Linked DNA regions of Pan troglodytes: region 2 is linked to region 1. A link is a contact called in public Hi-C data. All regions are on one chromosome and are shown on one strand. The core of a region is the stretch at or near the end of the contact, and the rest is flanking DNA. Distances in the headings are between cores, read along the strand shown. Region 1 holds the start of LUC7L (LUC7 like). Region 2 holds the start of AXIN1 (axin 1).

Region 1 (3,319 bases), core at 566-3,065:
CGTCTCCGATCTGCAGCTCCACTTCCTCCAGCGGGTCCACCGTTCGGCCGCTGCTCCTGCTCGGAACTGGCCAGCCCAAACTCACTGGGCTGCCAGGGGAAGATGCTGCAGAGGCGTCTGAAGAGGAGGGAGAAGAACGAGGCGGCGGGGGCGGCGAAGAAACCTGCAACTTCTCAGGGTCGGCCATGGGGAAGGGCTGTCACCGCGGAATCCGACCCGAGCAGCCCAACGGACACCCTATTTATTTATTTTAAATAGAGAGCAGGGGCCTGGCGTTCTGGCTCACAGCTGTAATCCCAGGACTTTGGGAGGCTGAGATGGGCGGATCACCTGAGGTTAGGAGTTTAAGACCAGCCTGGCCAACATGGCGAAACCCCGTCTCTGCAAAAGTACAAAAAAAAAGTTAGTCGGGAATGATGGTGGGTGCCTGTAATCCCAGCTACTGGGGAGACTGAGGCAGGAGAATCGCGTGAACCCAGGAGTCAGAGGATGCAGGAAGCCGAGATCGCGCCACTGCACTCCAGGCTGGGCGACAGAAGGAGACTCCGTCTCAAAAATAAATAAAATACAGCAGGGCGCGGTGGCTCACGCCTGTAATCTCAGCACTTTGGGAGGCCGAGGCAGGCAGATCACAAGGTCAGAAGTTCAAGACCAGCCTGGCCAATACGGTACAACACCGTGTCTACCGAAAATACAAAAATCAGCTGGGCATGGTGGCTGGCTACTTGAGGTCAAGACTTTGAGACCAGCCTGGCCAGCATGGTGAAACCCCGTCTCTACTTAACATTCAAAAATTAGCCGGAGGGGGTGGCGGGCGCCTGAAATTCCAGCTACTGGGGAGACTGAGGCAGGAGAATCGCTTCAACCCGGGAGGCTGAGCTTACAGTGAGCCGAGATCGCGCCACAGCATTCCAGCCTGGGTGACAGAGCAAGACTCCGTCTCAAAAATAAATAAATAAATAAACAAATAAAAAATAAAGACCAGGCGTGGTGGCTCATGCCTGTAATCCCAGCACTTTGGGAGGTTGAGGCAGGAGAATCGCTTGAACCCAGGAGGCGGAGGTTGCGGAGAGCCAAGATCGCGCCATTGCACTCTAGCCTGGGCGAAACTCTGTCTCAAAAATAAATAAATAAATAATAGAGGTTTAATATAATAGAAGTATATGCCAGACTATGCACACATAAGTGCATGCTATAATTCTATTATCACATAAAATAATTGCTTACATATGCCTTTTTTTTAGTCCCTGGGACAGTAGACCATGAGCTCACAGAAGGACGACCACGAGGTTGTAATCATAGAACCTAATATTAATGCCATGACTGATGGCCAAACGTGGTGGTTCACACCAGTAATCCCAATACTTTGTCGGGCTGAGGCGGGAGGATAAGGAGCCGGGGAGGTCGAGGCTGCAGTGAGCGGTAATCGCGCCACTGCATTCCAGCCTGGGCGACGGAGCAAGACCCTCGCTCTAAATAAATAAATAAATAAATAAAATTCCATGCTTTATTTAACTTTCACAAAAATCATATGAGGGGCACCTTTAGAACCCTCATTTCACAGATTTAAAAAAACGAGCGTCGGGGAGCTAAATAATATGCTCACGGTTTCATGGCTAGCTTAGAAAAAGCACGGATTCATCTTGTTTTTGATTGACTGTATTTCATTTTATTGTAGTTTACCCTCCGTAGAGACTCGTTTGAGGTCCTGGGGGTCTAGAGGAAAATCAGGGTTGGGATTTTGGTTCCGCCGTTGGACAACTTGGCGACCACTCAGAGCCTCAGCCTCCCTAAGCACCCACCCCAGAAACTACATTTCCCAGCAGGGCGTGCGCCGGCGCCGTCGTACTTCCTCCCGGCGTCCCCCGCGGCGGGAAAGAGCCGAGTGGGCTCGAGGCCGACGCGACCATCGTTTGTCGACGCCGCTGCCACCGCCTGCCTGAGAGAAGTCGTCGCGGCCGACCCCGTCGCCTCCGCCGGCTACCATGTCCGCCCAGGCGCAGATGCGGGCCCTGCTGGACCAGCTCATGGGCACGGCTCGGGACGGTGAGTCAGAGCGGCCAACCAGGCGAGGGTCTGGGGTGGGAGTGAGGCGAGGCCGCCGGGCGGCCTGAGGCGGGGGCCGCCATCGTCTGCGCCTGCGCCTGCGCGGGGCATCGCTCCTCCTCCCCCGCGCGCCGACCGCAGGCGCCGGGCCTTTGTCTAAGCCGGTTCGTCTCTGAGGCGGCCGTGGGTCCAGGTCGGGCTCCTCTCTCGGAGTCTGCGCCATGGATGGGGCTTCAGCCTCCTTCCTATGTACCGTCCTGCTACTTCCTCCCCGGCGGGCGCCGCGGCTCCGTGCCCCTCCGCGAACTGTGGAGTCGGCGGAGGGCTGGAATCAGCGTGGGCTCCAGGTCGCTGGCAGCCGGGTGGCAGAACTCTTCCGAGGCTCCTTGGGAAGAAGCTACACCCGAGGGAGCCGGATGGGCCTCGAAAACCTGGCCCGCTCTGGTTCTGTACCATTGCAAGGGGAGCCGTAAACTGAGCTTTTCTAACGTGGGTTTCTGCCAAGTACTTTTCCAGCTGCCCCCTTCCCCCCAGCACACAGGAGAGCCTCTGTGTAGCCAGCGCTTGACAGTCGTTAGGTAGGTTGTACTGTGTAGGGAGGAGCTCAAGATCATGATGGTTGTCACAGGAGAAAGCGGTTGCATCTTTGCAAAACTATATACCTGCTGTGGTTTGTGTTTTCTTTTCTGCTGAGTAATGAAGTTGTAAGTTCACACTGGCACATTCTCAGGGCTGTGCAGATTATTTGCACTTTATTTCATAGGTGAATAAGTGCTTTTTAGCTTTCTTTGTATATTGAGTTGCTTTTGAATTGCTTCCCATATTTTTATTTCATACAAACTGAACAATTGTGGCCCCTCTATTTTATTTATAAAGGTTCAGTGTATCTTTGCCTGCCTACATCAATCTGCAAGGGAGTTGCAGAAAGCCTCATGTTCATCGAGCCGTGAGTCACAACCAATTTCTAAGCTGTTATAACAAAAAAGTGTTTGCTTTTTTTCACAAGTAACTTTAAAAGTGTAGTTTAGAAAGAAAACATTTTCAATAAAAAGACACTACATTAATCCTGGATGCTTGCAAATCCTAAAATATATTCCTCCTCTAGCGTTGCACAGCTCTGTGTTGTATACACAGACTAGCTTTAAAATTTGTCACATACCACTTTACCTTTACTTTTATGTATCATTCCCCCGACTTCCTTACTGCAGGTGTGGGCAAGAAAACTTTTCCTTTAACACTTTTCAACAGCGGGCATAAAATTCTGCAGCTGAGG
Region 2 (3,319 bases), core at 549-3,048, 140 kb before region 1:
GGGAGCTCTGAAGGGTGAGGCTGGGCATCCAGGGTGACACAGCCCAGGGAAAGACATGGGGGTGACGTGAGAGGTGCCTGGAGGGAGCTGGCAGGTATGGACATGATGGACACGGAAGCACGGAGGCGGGCAAGTGGCCAGACGCATCTAGGGGAAGGTGTGGGGGAGGCGCCATTAGGAAGGGCCCTGAAGGGCTGTGGGCAGCAGGGAGCCCTGGGAGGCCTAAAGCAGAGGGCAGATAGATGAGGGCTGTTGGCTCAGTGGGGGGTGCGGACGAGGTGGGGAGCCCTCACCCAACAGGAGGCGAGCTGGTCCTGTGTGGCCTGAACTGCAGCTGTCTCCTCTGTGAAACGGGGGTATAGCTGACCCCAGGGGGCTGCCTGGAGCATCCCGGGAGGTGCCAGGCCCAATAGTGCTCTGGGAAGGACAGGGCCCTGGGCTGTTGTGGGAGGCGGCAGATCCTGGTACTCACATCCTCCTCCTTGGGGAGGGCCTGATGGTTGGCTGAGGCCTGGGTGGAGAGCAGAGGGTTGGTTCTGACAGGGTTGGGCTGGCCAGAGCTGGTGCTGGGGCTGCTGCTGGGGGCCTGTGCCTCTCTGCCGTGGGGTGCCTGGGGCTGTGACCTCATGCTGTGTGGCCTGCAGGGCAAGTGACACGGATCTGGGCAGCCAGGGCGGCAGGATCGGACTGGACCCCTTGGCAGGGCCGCTGTTGAGACAGCCCAGGGGAAAGGGTGCAGGGGTCTGGACACTCCAGTGGCCTTGCTCTCGGGCTGGCCTGGGCAGCGGAGGGAAGGAGAACCCTTCTCTGATACTAGATGGTGCCTGGGAGAAATCAAGGCAGAGGGTCCTAGCCGGTGGGCTCTTTGGAGGTTGTGGCTCCTGTCCGGGTGAGAGCTACCATATATTGGGGCCTAACGTGTTCCCTGGCGCTGTGAGTCCAGGCTGCCTTGGGACTCAGGAGGGTGGAGCCCACCCCACCTTCCAAGGGCCCTGGCCATCCCTGCCTGCCGACCACCCCACTCCTGGGAGCCTGCTTCCCTCACGGCGGCGGGCAGGCCGTGGCGGTCCCCACGAGGGCCTCCTGTCCAGGGCCGGCTGGGCAGGGAGCCCCGAGGCCTGCAGCCCCCTGACTGCCCTCCGATGTACTGACGGCAGAAAAGGGCTGCGCCCCACGTGCGCCCGTCGGGGCGCGCAGTCCGCCCAGTGCTCCCCACGGCCGCGGCCATTCCAAGGACCTGCAACGGCGCCTCTCCCACTCCGCTCTCTGGGAAGCCAAAGCCTCCCGGGCTCCGCTTCCGCACCGCCCCTCGGGAAGACGGCGCGACCGCGCCCCCGGCACGCCCCGCCCCCGGCAGGCACTGACCACGCCCTCTCCTGCCCATGCAGAGACCCCGCCCCATGTTTCTCACCTCGTCTTCTCGCTTCCGGCCCCGCCCCGCGCCGGAGGCCCCGCCTCACGCTCTTTACCTCTTCTGCTCGAGGCGGGCCCCGCCTTACTCCCTGGTCCCCGCCCCACGCCCGAGGCCCCGCCCCGAGCTCTTCACCTCTTCTTCTCGCTTCCGGCCCCGCCCACGCCCCGGCCCCGCCCCGTTCTCCTCACCTGTCCCCTCGCTGTCGGCCCAGCCCCACGCTCCTCACTTTATCCTCGCGCTTTCAGCCCCGCCCCGCGCCTGAAGCCCCGCCCCACACCCTTTACCTCGTCCCCGCGCTGCCGGCCCCGCCCCGTGTTGAGGCCCCGCCCCGCGCTCTCACCTCGTCCCCGCGCCCCGGCCCCGCCCCCGCACTTCCGGACGCCGCCGGCGGGGGCGCTCGGGCCTGGGCTTCGGCGCTCTGGCTCGGGAGGCGATCGTGGCCGCTGCCGCCGCCAGAGCCGGCCGGAGTCGGCCCGGAGCCGCGTCCACGCGGAGCGGGCGGGTGGGAGCTGGCGGCTGGGCCCCTGCGGCGCCCCCGCGGCCTGCCCCGCGTCCGCCTCCGGGCCGCCGAGCCGCAGCCGCCGAGATGGGGGCCGCCCCGGGCCGCGCCCCCGCCGGGTCCCGCCCGCCGTGCTGCCGCTGAGCGCATGGGCCGGGCCGCGCCGCGCCGCTCCGGGAGCCGGGCCCGGGGTCCCGCCACCACCGCGCGCGGGTGAGTAGGGCCGGGTTCCGGGGCGGGCTAGGCCGCGGTAGGCCGGGCGGGCGGGACCCGGAAGCGGCGGGGGGCGCGGGTGGCTGACGCGCGTGGGACCGAGGGGGTGGGCGCGCGGGGAGCTGGGGCCGGGGTGTCCCTGGGCAGCGGGACTGGCGGCGCGGTGGCCGCTTGGAGGTCCGAGGCCTCGGGCGCGTCTCGGGGCACGGAGCAGCTGCAGGGGCCGCGCATCGCGTGCGGGGGCCCGGGAGAGCCGGGCCTGGAGCCCTCCCCGCCGCCCAGAAGTCGGCAGGAGTCCGGCTGCCCCGGAGGAGGACACTCCCGCCCGCCCTCGCCGAGGCCGCATGCCGGGTCCGGGTCGGGGTTCGGCCTGGGTAGCCGCGTGCTCCGGCGTCCGTACCCTCCAGGTTGATGCCTTGCTGCCCAAACACTGGTCTTTCTCTTGGGTGTGGTTCTTAGATTCTACCCCCGCCCCGCACTTTGGAATTTAGCCCCCCGTGAAACCAGAGCTGCACTGCCCGAGCAGTGAAACTTTCAGCTTGGCATTGAAGAAAGTAGAGAAAAACATGTCAGTTTTCTGGGGATTTTTCTCAGCCCATCTATAAGATTTTTTTTTTTTTTTTTGTAGAGATGGGGTGTCACTATATTGCCCAGCAGGTGTTGAATTCTTGGCCTCAAGCGATCCACCTGCCTCAGCCTTCCAAGGTGTTGGGACTACAGGGGTGACCACCGTCCTCCTCTAAGATAATTTTTTTTTTTTTTTTTTTTTTTTGAGACGGAGTCTCGCACTGTAGCCCAGGCTGGAGTGCAGTGGCGCTATCTTGGCTCACTGCAACCTCCGCCTCCCGGGTTCAAGCAGTTTTCCTGCCTCAGCCGCCTGAGTAGCTGGGATAACAGGCATGCGCCACCACATCCGGCTAATTTTTGTATTTTTAGTAGAGACAGGGTTTCACCATGTTGACCATGCTGGCCTGGAACTCCTGACCTCAGGTGATCCGCCCACCTTGGCCTACCAAAGTGTTGGGAATGAGCCACCGCGCCTGGCCCCTTCTAAGATAATTTGTAAAGCGTTCTTATTGTGCATGTCAGCCCCTTGTTTTTGCTCACACTTCTGTTCTCTGCTTCTTCAGGAAGAATCTCAAGCTTACTTGGATCCACAGGCCCTGTTTTGGAGAAAACACAGTCTAAACCGG

The links. Hi-C and Micro-C count contacts between places; a contact is called where the count stands out from the background.
Region 2: a Hi-C map of stem cell-derived neural progenitor cells shows a contact between it and region 1, with 3 times the contacts expected there. The contact joins the promoter of AXIN1 here to the promoter of LUC7L in region 1. A contact is called at or near these places in 1 of 7 Hi-C or Micro-C datasets (stem cell-derived neural progenitor cells), 1 of 1 datasets of contacts at active chromatin or transcription factors (stem cell-derived excitatory neurons) and 1 of 1 other capture datasets (stem cell-derived neural stem cells).

Annotation. Positions count from the first base shown.
Region 1 is chr18:2,562,861-2,566,179 of NHGRI_mPanTro3-v2.0_pri, reverse strand. It overlaps LUC7L (LUC7 like), which reads left to right and starts at 1,815. Exons shown (of 10, transcript XM_523246.8): 1 at 1,815-2,046. The coding sequence starts at 1,986. LOC100608743 (renal cancer differentiation gene 1 protein-like) reads right to left here and starts at 193. Exons shown (of 1, transcript XM_054668108.1): 1 at 1-193. The coding sequence starts at 187.
Region 2 is chr18:2,698,246-2,701,564 of NHGRI_mPanTro3-v2.0_pri, reverse strand. It overlaps AXIN1 (axin 1), which reads left to right and starts at 1,798. Exons shown (of 12, transcript XM_024349594.3): 1 at 1,798-2,126.